Linked DNA regions of Drosophila melanogaster: region 1 is linked to region 2. The links are chromatin contacts, called in public Hi-C maps. All regions are on one chromosome and are shown on one strand. The core of a region is the stretch at or near the end of the contact, and the rest is flanking DNA. Distances in the headings are between cores, read along the strand shown.

Region 1 (7,305 bases), core at 885-3,384, 86 kb before region 2:
ATTACTTAGCAATAATAAATGATAGTTTCTTTTGTATTATATCTCACTGTCTTTATATTCACTAGTTACAATTGAAGGCGCTTTATTCGTTGCTTTAGTAGGATTAGAACAAATATGAAATGAGTACTCCCCTTTATTTCTTTCAGTGTGCTCGCTCATTTCGTTGCGTGCTATGTAGAGAAGGTAAAGGCTCCTCCGCTGCTGCTTCACAGCGTCTTTTATTTAATATTTTATATGCAAACATTTTATTATCCCTTTTTTCAACTTGGGCTCTCGTCTTTTTTCCTGCCTTGAATTTTGGCTTTTGTCCATTTCAATTGCTGTAATGAATGCCATATCTCCTCCCTTCGTCCTTCGTCGCCAGCATACCTCCGCTTTCCTTCCTCCGCTTTCATTGTTGCAGACACTCGAGGTGTGGAAAATGCATAAAGTTGATTTCTTTAGCGCTGTGCGGAAAAGTCCCATGGAAAAGTTGTCGTTATTAAATGTTCTGTCTGAATAATTCCGTCTTCTTTACACAACGAAATTCTAAACATTTCTCCTGACTATTATATCTATCGCACACTATCAGAAGTCCATCGAATTCATGACTATTTACATCGAAATCAATGACGGGGTCCTACAAAATGAACAAATACAGTTCTCGCCGAGAATCAGGACCTTTTCAGTTCAGTTCACAACGAGAGGGAATACGAGATCGCCTGCCAATTGCGAATTCCCATAGACTTTTCCCTGCGCCTGGGAATTTCGTGCGGGCTTTTGACGTTTGCCTTGCATCTAATTACTGTAATTATTTGATTAAAAAATCTCCCAGGGTGCCCACTGGTTTCACCTTTTCCCTTGCACCCTGCCCTCCTCTCTTTCCCCTCCCCTGGACCACGCTCTCCTCTCTCTCTCTCCATCTCCATTTCACCGAAACAATGGCCTCACATGTGGGTATTTGTGCTTGGTTGTCATGGACTCCGTAGAAAATTCAGATGCGGAGCATTATTCACATGCCCGCGCTGGAAACTGCACAAAAATGCGATTCCACAGGGCATTTCGTATTGATTCTCGCTTGTTTTTTGCCTTTGCCCTCCGATTTCGATAAAGGCCCAGCGGGAGAGGGAGGGGGGAGACGTAGAGAGCGTGAGAGGGGGCACCCGAAAATACAAAAAGGAAGCCAACAAAAACTACAACTTAAAAGAAAATACAGTAGGTGATGTGAGGAAAGTTACAAAAGAAAGATGTCGATGCTTCGAAATTATACATGTTTCATATCAGACTTTATTTTTCTATATTAAATGGAAGATATAATCCTATATAGCATTAAATTTATGCGATTTAGAACGTAAAAAGAAGACTTTAAAAAATGTTTATTTTGGTGGCTTTAAAGACTTAGATCTATCATCAGTAGACCTCAATGATGGACAAACGAGTCTTCGACTTACAAGAATAGATCTAAATATTGCACTAAAAGCTACCTTTTTCATCGCCAAGAAATCAAGGACATTCGCCCATGCAGGCGACCACTGTACTCACCTGTGTAAATGAGAGCGCAAAAAGAGGCAAATCACAAGAGGAGCAGCCCGCGACGATGCCAAATTGCAGTGCAAATATGTACACACGAGTGATGGGAGCGGGGTGTCGAGGGGTGCTACGAATAGCAGATGGAGTGAGGTTATGTAGCGCTTAGTAAAAGGACAGTCAGCAGCTGCAGAGCATGGATAAAGGGAGAGCGGAGGCAGAGAGAAGCAGATGATGAGCATGATGGCGTTAATAGCACACACACTCACTCACACCAGCACCCCATTTCTGTCTAGCTCGCTCTTGCACCCCACCCCACTCAGTGCCCACCCCCAAAATGAGTGCGAGTGAGACGCATTACGTGATAATGACGTTTGCGGCTCTCCGTTCTCCAGCTGTCAGTTGGGCGAGAACGAGAGAGCGCGACGGACGCTTGTTGTTGCTGCCCCTTTTGACTTTTCCCGTCGGCAATGCCATTTCCCTTCGCGTGTGGGAGTGAAAGAGAGATAGTGATAGGGGAACGCGCTCTCTTATTGATCAAATTTACCGTTGCTTTCGCCGTCGCCATATTTCATATATATGTCGCTCAAAGGACATCGCAACTTGGCTGTTGCGTTTTTGCCTTTCGCCTTAATTTACTTTGGCGCATAAATCAAATATTTACATTCCGAAATTGACGTCTTGAAAGCGCGGTCGCAAACTCACCGTTCGTCGTCCTTTGGCGGGTGTGTGTCTATGTGCGTGTGTGCAGGATTTAATGCCAAAGACAAACAGTTATTTCACCTCAAGCCGATTGGAAGAACACAAAAAAGTTCCAAAAATAATAAACACGCTTTGAAGTGAACACCCGAAAAGAAACACAAGGAACCTTAGGAAATTCAATTCAATTTCCGCGAAGAAATTTCATCTCAATATTAACTCAAGCTCAAGACATCAAAAAAGGATATTAATTGCTGTGCGTAAACACTCGGAGCCTGGATTCTGGCAAATAAAGCGTGCGTGCGGAAAAGCCTTCGCCAATATTCCCCCACCCATTGGTAAGTTTTCCTCTGTTTGACTTCCATCTATGTATTTTAATGGCTGTTTGCGCAAGGTTGAGATAAATTAGCAATTTCGGATGCTTTCTAATTGGTTACTTATTCGGCACAGATTGATTGGATGTCATTTTCGTTTGAAGAAATATACATCTTGAAGGTTGTGCAAATCCTGCCTAGAAACGTTTATAAACAATTTACGATAACAATACAATATATGTAACAGACCCTTTTTAAAACCATATTTTACTTTATTCCCGATTATGAAACTCATCACCCTAATAAGAATTCATATCACAAAAATAATTGACTTTACAATCTTTAACCAATTATAATGATATTGTTTTCTAATATCTTAAGTCCCGACTTATTTATTTAAGTCAAATAAATGTTACTTGTACTGCTCCAAGCAACTTCTGTTCATCAAGAAATCCCCAAGTCCTCACAAGAAGACGTTCATCCCTGGGGAGCCGAAGTGGCGACCAGAAGAACTAAAATATTTAAGCCGGCGCCTGGTAAATGCCAACTAGCCGCTAAGCCGGCCACTCGACTGGTTTTCCACTTGCCACTTTTCACTTGGCCCACTGGCTAGCTGGGGAAAAGGGGGGAGAACGCGGAAAACGGGGCCACTCGAGGCGGCGAGTGAGTTGCCCCGGGCGGTGGCAAAGGATCAGACTCAGACGTGTGTGAGTGTGAAATGAAATGGAAAGTGTCCTTACAAGCTGCCAACTGAGCGCGACAATCTGTCAAACGTTCAACTGTTCAAATGTTCAAATGCTCAGTGGTCGTCTGTCGGCCGTCGTCTATCAATTGTTAATGTCACAGACGCCCAGCGTGAAGGAAGAACGTGCTCCTTGTTGAGGGTGGAGGTGATACACGTTGGAAAACATAAGTCATCAAGATTAAAGCAAGACATTTTCAAAATTCATAGTTGAGTTTCAGTGAAAAGACGAATACTTACTTACATTACCACATTAGAAATTTAATCTATACCATAAGAACATTACAAGTAATACGTTTTTCTCCCAGTGCAGAAGCTTGACTTAACTTGATGTTTTGGCCTGTTTAACTTTCGCTTGGCTGACGCGGGCTTTCTTTATTTTTAATTGGGATTTGTGCCGCTGGGTTGGGCCAACGCCTTGGCAGGAGTCGCAGGACTCTCGCCCTCGCCGACAATTCGCGGCTCAGTGGGCAAGGAGCCACGTGGTTGCTCCTCGCGTTTCCCCCGTGAAATGCGCTTTTGAATAAAAGCACACAATGTGCAGTCCTTTGAAATAAGGGAAGCGTTCAGCGATTTCTACTTTCCATTTTGTGGCTTCACTCGCTTTTTATTTGGTTTGGTTTTTTGATTTCCTGACACGGGTACGCCGGCAATCGTTGTGACATTTTAATTGTTTATTTGCTCAGAGTCCTTGCCCTCGTCCGTTCCGCATCCTGTATCCTGAATCCAGCATCCAGCATCCAGCTTTTCAATCCTGCATCCCACTCAAGTGCTCGAGTTCGGCGCGCAAATATATATTTGTTCCGTTCAAAGATTTGCGGGTGAGAGAAGTTTTCTTTTGTTACCTTTGAAGGAATCGAATTCGCGGGCTGTCCTGCGGTGGAGAGTCCTTCGCGAAGTCCTCCACTTCGCTGGCTGGCGTGTATTGGTTAATGTAAATATTTGGCTTTTGTTGTCACTTCAAGAGCTCTCCGCTGCTGTTTATTATTAGTTCCCCCTTTTTTTTCCGAGCACTTTGCATTTCATGCGGTCATTTTTTGCAACTCGCCTGGGAATCGAGAAACTTGGCAGCTTCACTACTCTCAATAGAAGTATGTAAAGTATAAAGTAGCTTTTATGGGAATGAAATGCGAGAGCACTCTAGTACTCGGTATATAATCCATGTGCTGGCCAGACTTCATTTTAAACAGTCGCAATGACCGAGCAAGTTATTAACTGCATTTGAAATATCTTTATCAGCAAATCTCATAATGTACAACACACTTTTCCATGAGAATAAGCCGACTTATCAATCAAATACTCGCCGTTCTATTGCCCCGCAACCCGTCGAATTAAGCCAGCTTATCAGATGTATCTTTTACATGTCGCTGACTTCGTGCGATATCAATATTTAATAAAAACTTCCCTCACACCCCCGGGCAAACACTTGAACGGCAGCCGAATAAAAAGCCGAGCGACGAACGGTTAAAAAATCAACATAATCAACTTGGAAGTGCAACAGTGGCAGAGAGCTGGAAGAATCTGAACCACCACCACCAGGCGCAAATGGATGGTGAGTTCGTAGCTCTGGGCACCCTCATATCGCCGCCTGGTTGAACTCAATCAAACATTTCGGGCACTGCCTAATAAGCCAGTGGCTTGCATATGGCAGTTTATTAGATACAAATTGTTGGAATTGCGATTGGGAAATCGGCCACCCCCCGTGGAAAATAGACGTCGCCCATTTTGCAGCTCGGCTGCCCTGATAGTTGCTCTGTTTGTCGGTGCGATTCGATTTGGGTGCTTGGCAAGGGGTTGCTGCATGCAGGATCGCCATGTGTAGCCATTTTTTGGGCCGTGATTCTGGAACAGGACTAACCCCTATAAGGGATTCGATTCAAGTGCGCAAAAAGCGAGTAGTGAATAAAAAAAGGAACTCGCAACATGAGAGTGCGGAGCGGGGTTCGTTCGCTTGAAAAACCAGCAATTAAGTGCTGCGTTTATGTAGTTTCCCCCGAAGTCCCGATTCACTACCCCCCTCCCCGGCAAGCCACTGTAACTTTTTGTTTATTATGCCTAATTGCAGTTACTCCATCATCATCACCATTATCCCTGTGCGCTTTTGTCTGCGCTCCTTTTGCAGCTGCCTTCATTCGCCTCGCTCTTTGTCCTTCCGCCCGAACCTGTCCCACATGGCGCATGCTTGATATTTCGCACATCCGCATACTTGCATAAGGCAAGTTCCTTCTTCGAGGCGTTTCCCCGAGCCACTTGCAGGCTTAGATATTTGCATTACTTGCCACTTTTTGCGGCACTGCTCTACAAATGATTTCAGCGCTCGTTAGGAGTTCGCTTTTTTATTTGTGTTATTTATTTTCTCATTTGCTTCTGGCTTTCATGTGGCGAAAATTGTTAGTTTCAAGCTGAGCATTGGAAACTTGCTTGGCTTTGCACAGTGGGCGACATAACGTTCTGTATGTAGGAATATCCTAGAGAAGGGTTACGAACGGGGTGGATCCATAGGGGTCCTACATGTGAACATCGCCGACCGAGCAGCGGGAATACTTTTTACGTAGCTGAGTGCCATTCAACTTGTTTCGCATTTGAATAGTTCGTCAAGTATTCAGTTTTGCGAAGAACAGGAACATATCCTTGCGATCTTAAGCAACATAATGGTGGAGAATATGAAAAACATATCGCTTACTTTTAGCTACAGTAAAACAATAAGAATTCCCATTGAAGACAGACACTTTCGCGGCCGTGGAAATCATTTAAGTGGAGATTGCCAACATGCAAGTGCCCCGCCAACAACTGAGCCACTCAGACGGAGGTCGATGAAAAGTAAATTATAGTCCACAATGGCATTTGGGGGGCTGTGCCGCAGACAGTCGGCAAATTACCAGTCGCAAATGGGGAATTTATTTTTAAAACCCCACTTGGGGTCTAGGTTGGGGCCGCTGGAACCGCGATGGTTGCACATTTGAAGGCGCAACCCGGCGAAACAAAATGGCGGAATCGAATGGATTGGATGCAATGGTGTGGAATGGGAATGGCTGTTGCCTTGGTGTGCGGATAATTTGCATGTGCGCTGATCATTTGACAAGCGACAACAAATTGCCGAGGCCAGGATTTATGCCGCTTCCATGCCCGTGTTCCGTGGATAAACCAACCCCGCCTTGAGCCATCCATGGAGCATTGTGGCAGTGGTGGCTGCATCCTAGTGTCAATATTTGCGCTGGTCATGTAAACACTTTAATAGCATGTTTATCGGCTAGTTGGGTGCGCGATATATCTCCCAGATACTTGACAGCTGTTGCAATTCGCGCTCGAACTGCGCGATTCATGAGTTTCCGCCTTATTTGCGTTTGGGCTTGCGGCATCCGCATCTGAGATTTCTGCCCTCCTGCACCGCACCGAATGTATCTTTCAGATAGCTGTGTACCTTCGCTATTTGCGCCGGGCAAATAGTTTTGAAGAGGGCGCCAATTTGTTTGCCGCTTTTCAGTTTGTTTTTAATTGAAAATAACATTTTTCCAAAACAAACTCAAACCACAAAGAGCAATATTTGTTCTGCTTAATGAGGTTGAAAAGTGGGCGGCAATCCCTCAACGGATTACTAAGAAACCGTACCGAAATATAGAATATTTTGTATTGAATGCTTTTGATGATGACTGCTGCTTGCAGGATTATTTTAATTGTTTAATATTTGTTGGCATTCCAGTTCAGTTCTTTAGCATGTACAAAAAAAGGAGTACTTCAACCCTTGCGGGAATCGAACCCGCCACCTTTGGATTAGAAGTCCAACGCGCTATCCAATGCGCTAAAGGGTCCAACGAGAATCCGTTGCTTTCAGATGTACCCACAAAGGCCGCGAATCGAAAAACACTCACAGTCATGAATGACGACGAATGGCCAACATTGTGAAATTGTAAAAGACAAGACGAAAACAGCGAATTCACTGGGGAACGCTCTACAGACACATAGAACTGTGTACATATTTCGCGTGCATTTCGTTTGCGATGTGAATTTCAATTATTTATAGAGCGCATCGCGCAGATACGAAAG
Region 2 (7,339 bases), core at 142-2,641:
CGAATACATCCGTCTCTCTCGCTTCTAGACAAAACGTGTCCGAGCTGCGCTGATTTATTTCGTGTGAGCTCTTCGGCGAAGATTACAGGTGTCTTCGGTGGACCGGGGATGTGTGGATGCCTTGTGCAACTCTTGGGCTACCCCTCCGCATTTATATGGATCAGCAGAGCGTTAAGGGGCTGGATCCCAGTGGCGAGTGCATGTGTTTGGGTCAAGTTCAGTCGTTTTGCGGCTGTATCTGCGCATTTGTGGGCTTATTTGGCTATGAAAACCAAGGAAAATGTTTGTCTGGCTGGATTTCGAAGAATGTTATTAGCAAAATGACATCTACTAAATATTTTTTCTCTCTATTTCTAGATGGTTATACCATGATTGCCAAGAGCATCCCAAATCGGGCAGCTTCTAACAAACGTCCCCTGAACTCCCAACTATTTGTTGACTTCGATGCGACGGCCTTCAAAGTGTGTACACACCAAGCCCAGCTGAGAGCGAAAAGCACCCCCAAAAGGGGGTGGTTCTGGATCCAAATCCGCCGCCCGCCCGTTTGCCTTCGAAAACGGTCTTTCTGGTCTAGGTTAGGTCGCAGAAATTTCGACACACACGCAGCATTCGGCGGAATGTGGTCCACCCCCGGATAAGGGGACTTATTCGCTGGGCGGAGGAAAAGTGTGTCACAGTCAGATTCGGAACTCACCTGAGCGAGGAAACTCCTTGGAAACTGGATTTTTTGGATTTTTTTTTTTTTTTGAGTGGCTCCTGCTGCTTTCTTTCTTCGCCGGCGTCCGTTCTTTCCGTTTTGCTGCTCTCACTTGCAGTCGGCTCTTCTGTTTCGTTTGTTGTTATGGTTTTGGCCGTGTCTCTTGCTTTTATTTGCAGACAGGTGCACTAACAACAACTGACAAAAACAACAAGCACACGCACGCACACACCGACGATTTTCGCGAGCGTCGCACACAGGCACACGCACACGTGAAAACAAACACACACACACACACCCGCGCGCAGAGGGACTTTGGCTTTGAACTTCTTCTTTCTTCTTCTTTCAGCTTTCTTTTGCTTTGCCCTTTTTGCTTTTGTGCCTTTTATCTAATCTCGGTTTCTGCGTGTAGATAATACCCAATAGCGAGTAGCCGCGCCACTTGACTTTAATTATTAACTATTTGTATTTCTCGCGTTCATCTGCCTCTTTCTCGCAAACGCCGCACGCTGCGAACGCAAAACATAGGCAAAAAACACATACACACACACACGGAGGCACGCGTACGCACACAGACACGGCGAACGGGGAGCGAAACACGTCCGACGCTGCGAAATTTTGGAGGCGCTTTGCCGCTTGGAGCCCCAAATGCCCCAAACAAACTAGAGGTGGCTGCAAATCGATATCGATAGAATCGAATTATGTGTTCAGTGTGACCAGAGGGGTGACAGTTCAAGAACGAGTTGGCATCCCCAGTCGTATTTGAAATGCTAATGTGACCAGAGTGCCAAAATACGGTCAGGCTAATAGTGAGATGTCAGTAAATGTAAAATGCATGATGTAGAATTACATGTAGATGAAAAGTCTCTTATCTCTAGTACAGTGTTTGGCCGTAAGAGGCGCCTTACGAAACTTTCAAAACAACAAATGAAACAGTTTTTAATTGATATATTTCAATTATATAATCTAATTTAATTTATATTTTAATTGATATGATGTAGTTCCATTGGTCAGAATATAAAATATATTTATATATATTGTTTTTATTTAATTATTCTACACTATTATATATACTATACTATATTTATTTTATTCATGCATGTGCTGCTCTAGTCAGCCTGTACTACATTTCATTAATCTTCCGCTTCGAATTCACATACCTACATAATATGTATATATTACATATGCATTTCGATCAGTTCCGTATAAAAAGGTATAAATAAGTTCGGAAATCATGTGCCGAATGAGTTTATCGCAACATGTTTGGGCTGCGAAACAGTTTATTGTGCCCGGCCGTGGCATTCTGCATCCTTCTCGGAGTGTCCAACTCCATCAGCGAGTCCGTTTGCGTCCTGAGCGATGCGCCTAATCAATGTGGTGCCTTCTGCATGGCAGCATTGCATCCGCTGTATGATCAGTGCGCCAAATCCTGGGAACAGGAGAGAAGCCTGTTGCAGATGATGGCGGATTCGTGGGCCGAGCAGAAGGAGCACTTGAATCATTATCAGGATGCTTGGAAGCTGTTGAATGTCCTTGCGGCGAATCTAAATGCCACCGCGAGCAGACTTGAATCCATCTTGGTGAGCAAGGCTGAGGAAGACCCCTTCAATTCACTGCTGTCTAGCCCTGGCCTCCGCTCTATTAAATGCAGCTCCTATTCACTGGAATCCTATGCATCCATCCAAACTTAAGATGAGTTCGATGAATGGCCATGAATCTGGCCATTTTCCACCTTTTCGCTTGGTGTAAATCGAAATATGATGGTGGCAAAATTGTTTATAAAAAGCTCAAACCCACAGATTGCAACTGAGTTGGTCTTTTTTTAATTGCGAGACTCCTAATCACTCAATTTGCCAGTGGGACATGTTTTAATAAAAAAAAAAACAAAAATATATTTTACATATTTGTTTATCTAATCATAAAGATGTGCCAAATGCTGTATGCAGAGAGTAAGAACGGTTTTCGTGTCAAAACACACTCTTATTGAATTGAATTGATTAGCACAGAATTAACCAAATGCATGCAATTTAAATCAATATTCAAATTATGTAGATCACCTCGTACTAATTTTGAGGGCACTACTTAAGCGTGTCGGTAAAAGCATTCGCTGCTCATTGTTTGTGGATACAGAATATACGGAATATGCAGAAGCTCAGTATTTGGCTGTTACTTGCTCTTTTTGCCTGGAATGCGCACGCGCCTTCAGCTGCAATGCCGTCAGTGTGCCTGCTGCAGGATGCGCCGCAACAATGTGGCGAGTTCTGCTTAACAGCACTGAGCCCCATGCTGGATCACATTGCCAGGCACGAGGGCGAGTGGACTTCGAGTGTTCTGCAAGCGAACGCAACGGAGGCGAGACTGGCCAGGATCGAGACTCTGCAGACGGCGATGAACATCAGGCAGAAGGTCCTGCAAGAGGGCTTCCCTAAGGACATCGTGGCGAGGCTGGATAGACTGGAAAGCCAGCAGGCGGCGCTCTTGCGGATACTCTCCAAGTTCGATAGGAAAATAGTTGCGCCCAAGTTCGAGCTAATCGGCTCGAGGTTCTTCTACATAGAGGACGAAACGCGTAGGAACTGGACCTCGGCTGGCAGCGCCTGTCGCCAAATGGGCACCCAACTGGCCACCATTCGCAGTGCGGAGGAGCTGGCTGCGCTCAGGGCCAAGCTGAACAAGGAGCGACACTACTGGCTGGACATCACCGATCTGGAGAAGGAGGGCGACTTCAGAATCTCCGCGTCCGGCAAGAGGCCCAACTTCCTCAAGTGGAGAGCGGGCCAGCCCAATAACTTCAGTGGCAATCAGCACTGCGTTGATCTTTTAGACGGGCTTATGTACGACAACAAATGCGAAAGTCTGAGCTACTTCATATGCCAGTCCGACGATGATAGTTTGGACTAAGAGTGGCCGCTAAATACTTAGTTCGTTAGTTACATATACTAAGTCCAATCAGTTCGTTTAACACCGAAAGCCAAGTCCAAGTACCTGCTCATTTTTGCACAAATCATTATATTGTATTTGTTACAAACGACGCAATCTGGGATCTTAACTCTTGCTCGATTCAATAGGGTTTCGTTTCAGCTTCTGGTTGAGGCTCCCTGAACTCACAGCTGATAAACGTTAACGAGTGCCGGAGTCTGGGACAACTTTGCTTGCGTATTTTGTTTTACAACATGTTTGTGTTTGCCCCTGATATCCAAAATCCAACATCCATCCAGATAGAAGCGTGCTAAATATAAAAGTATCTGATAATCGCTCTATCTCTGACATCTCCTCTCCGCCCAACCGAGCAGATAAAGTCGTACAGCAGAAAGTCGCAGAAGGACAATGGGGTTACTTGAGTATTCAACCGATCGACAAGAGCTTCTGTTGCCCGAATTAGATATATTTGTAGTTTGCTGCTTAGTGGCGAGACAGATTAAATATTTTACTTTGCACTCACATGACACACGAGATGGAGTCCCACTATCTTATCTGACAGCCAACAAAACAAAGTTATGAACTCCGTTCAGGAAGCGCCGCTAGTCAGTTGAGCCCCTCATATAAAGGCTTAAATGTTTATGTGGGAGGTTGGGCCGGGTCAGTGGGGCGTAAATATTCCGAGACACGGCGAAAAATCTGCTGAGAATTGGCCGGTTGTCAGGGCACTCATATCTGGTAATTTGGCGCCCCGAACACGTGCTTTGATCCCAATTAATCATTCGATATGAATATGTAATTTCCCTATCTCTAATGAGTTTTTCCCTCCATGTGCAGGCGCTATCGAGGAATATGCTCGATTTTGGTCAGTTCAGTACGGTCTTCGCTTCGGTTTGCAACGCTTTGTATAAATTTATAGAAATCTTCGCTAAGGGAAATGCATGAAACTTTTGCGATACTGGCACAATTTTCCCGTTCAAAACCGTTCAAGAGTCCCAGGACAGCCATCAGTGGAATTTTCGAGTGGAGAGGCGATTATTTCACTGCCTTTGAATACGGCTGATGTTGTTGAGTTGTGAGAGAACGTAAGGAAATACAAGTTTAAGATCATTCTATCAATGATTAGATCCAACTAGCTATTTTTTTGAAAAATTATCATTTTTCACTGTGCACTGTGCTGCTCTCTCTCTCTCTCTTTTGGTATCTTAACCGCCTTAATCCCCACAGCGTTCAAAATCTCGAGGGGGTGTATCTGCGCATCTGCGGCACCCAGCCCCTCCGGTGGGCGAACCTTGGCCTACCCAGTGATCTTTCGCCAGCCTCCAGATCCCGGACCACCTCGATCCCCGGGCTGCCAGTCACTCTGGCGGAGATCGCGACATTGTCGCACGTCAGCCGTCGCTCAGGTTTCGTTGGCTTTTATCTCCATTCAAGAAATCCGGAGACATTATCTCTCGGCGATCTTGTCGCATCAACAAAACACCAACAAGAAGAGCTCGGGATCGGTCACCAACACAGCGAGCGACGCTCCAATTTAAGTTAGAATCACCATCACCATCATCATTATGATCATCAGTGTGCTCTGAGATCCGGGGGATATGGGATCTGGAGATCTGTAGATCTGTATATCAGTCTATCTGTAGATCTGCGTATCTGTATATCTGTGTATCTGTGTATCTGGGGATATAGCTGAGAGGTTGATAAGACGTTTTCATTTTCCTGCAGCTCAGTCACAAAGCGAACGGCGACTGGAAAAGTTCGAGCGGCAAGCCAGGAAGGAAAAATCGTGAGCGAATAGGGAAAGTGTGGAAAGTGAGCAATTGAAAGGAAAATCCCAAAGAGGAAACCTTGAAAAGTGCGGGGAAACGGAAAAGCTAATTGAAAACAACAAAGATCAAGTATCAGAAGTTGTGAAAAACCAAAACCTAAGCAAACAGTGCTCTGTGATTTAGTGTGTAATATATGATATATGTATATATATGCATATTTATACATACAGCGACAACAACTAACTGGCTCGGTCTGCCTGGATGATCACAAATTTCAATTGAATTTAATCAAAATCACAAGAAAAAGCCAGCGAGAGAAATCGTAAAAGGCAAATAAACTACGGATTTAATTTCGAGTGCCTGCCATGTGTTAGTCTGTGTGCGTATCTGTGTGTGACCGAGAAACTTAGATCGGTGGCAGTTTTTCCCGCCCCGCTGGCCGCTTTTTATTGAAACGAACTTCAACACAGTCCACGCACAGTCTATGCAAATAGCCGAGTGTTAGTTGGGAATATGGGGAAAATGGTCAGCGAGGAAATGGCCACGGATCCGGTGGTCTCGGAAAAGGTGGAGCTATCGCGATTCGGAGAGTTCTGCCAGCGGCGCGGCATCAATCCCAACTTGATAATGCTGAAGATAACCCTTTTCGTGATGTATGGCGGTGAGTAATGTGCACAATGTATCATTAAAAATCAATTAGAAAACGTTCTTATCACCGTTTTTCATCCAACTGGCAAAGAATCAAAAAAAAAAAAAGTCACGACGGACGTGCGGAGTTGGTCAGTTACCCATGGCCATTTCCTAGCCTTTTACAGATATCACGCATACGACACGTTGACTTCGGGGGTTTTGTTGAGCTGTTAAAGAACTAAGCTGACTCAGAAGTAAAGTAACTTATTCTAGCCATTGGCTTGTTTTTAGAAAAATGTGTTATACGCAGTAATAGTTACTAATGAAAAATTGTTTTCTTCTGTATAAGTTCTTCATAAACACTCGCTTTTTATAGAATAGTATAGTATATCGATTGAGTCTTCTATTTAAATATCACCAGTTTCAAGACAGAGGTTTTTCCCTGAAATATTTATAGATATTCCCAAAAAAAAGAACGGCAACAGTCAGTACAGTACAGTTTCGCTTTTCCATATCGCTGGAAAATAAACACAAACGCAGCAGCTGGAAAAACGCCGAGCAAAGTCCGGGCAACCGACTTGTTTCTCTGGCAGTGAATCTGAATTCATTATCACACTCCACGAAGCCCCTTCTCCGAAATGTGGTGAAGCGGGGGGGAGCAGGTCGGAAGTTATCAATTAGGCTGGGGAAATATGTAACACATTTGTATAAATTCAGTTAGAGTCCGATGCACATTGAGCAGATTTTCCCAGCGTGTGGCAATTAGGCATTCATAATGTGTGTGCGCCTCTGTGTGTGTGTATGTGTGTGTGGGTGCGTCTTTTGTAAATAAATCTAGCTTATGAGATTTAAGCTTGAGAAAGGTTTACTTTGATTCGCCTTGGACGAGTGTGTTTGTATCTTTGAATGTTCATATACGAGAGTGCCTTCGTTTTCTGACCGTGCGCCATTTTCTGAATGCTTTTTCTGGCGGTCAATGGCAAAAAGATTCTACTGCCTACCCGCCCCTTCCTTTGTCTTTCGCACATTAAGCACGGATTGTCACTAAAATGAGTATTAATGCGTTTTTTATTTGGCTAAAGTCGGGCGGCAGATTCTTTTTTTGGCATTTCTTGAACTGTCGTCCCGCTTTTTGGGCAGTGCAAAGTTCACAAAACAATTTAATTGGCTTAGATAAAATGTAATTTAATACATTTCATTGGCTAGACAAAGGAGTTGCCCGGCATATTTATTACTATTTTTGTGGCTTCAGCTTTTATATTTCAGTGCCATTTTGTTCGTTTTAAAATTTAATTCCGATTGGAGAATTATAATTCAAGGCACA

Evidence for each region. A called contact is a pair of places that touch in the nucleus more often than the background predicts.
Region 1: a contact with region 2 is called in a Hi-C map of the Kc167 cell line, with 1.7 times the contacts expected there. A contact is called at or near these places in 9 of 107 Hi-C or Micro-C datasets (the Clone 8 cell line, the Kc167 cell line, the Ras3 cell line and 4 more).

Annotation. Positions count from the first base shown.
Region 1 is chr2L:1,965,191-1,972,495 of dm6, reverse strand. erm (earmuff) reads left to right here and starts at 2,134. Exons shown (of 2, transcript NM_001272960.1): 1 at 2,134-2,543. tRNA:Arg-TCT-2-1 (transfer RNA:Arginine-TCT 2-1) reads right to left here and starts at 7,070; the gene lies at 6,998-7,070.
Region 2 is chr2L:1,878,674-1,886,012 of dm6, reverse strand. It overlaps Wdr62 (WD repeat domain 62), which reads right to left and starts at 1,391. Exons shown (of 19, transcript NM_134786.6): 1 at 695-1,391. CG31663 reads left to right here and starts at 4,533. Exons shown (of 13, transcript NM_001272955.1): 1 at 4,533-4,701; 2 at 5,342-6,046. The coding sequence starts at 5,899. It overlaps CG15358, which reads left to right and starts at 2,799. Exons shown (of 1, transcript NM_001316377.2): 1 at 2,799-4,005. The coding sequence starts at 2,840. The coding sequence ends at 3,598.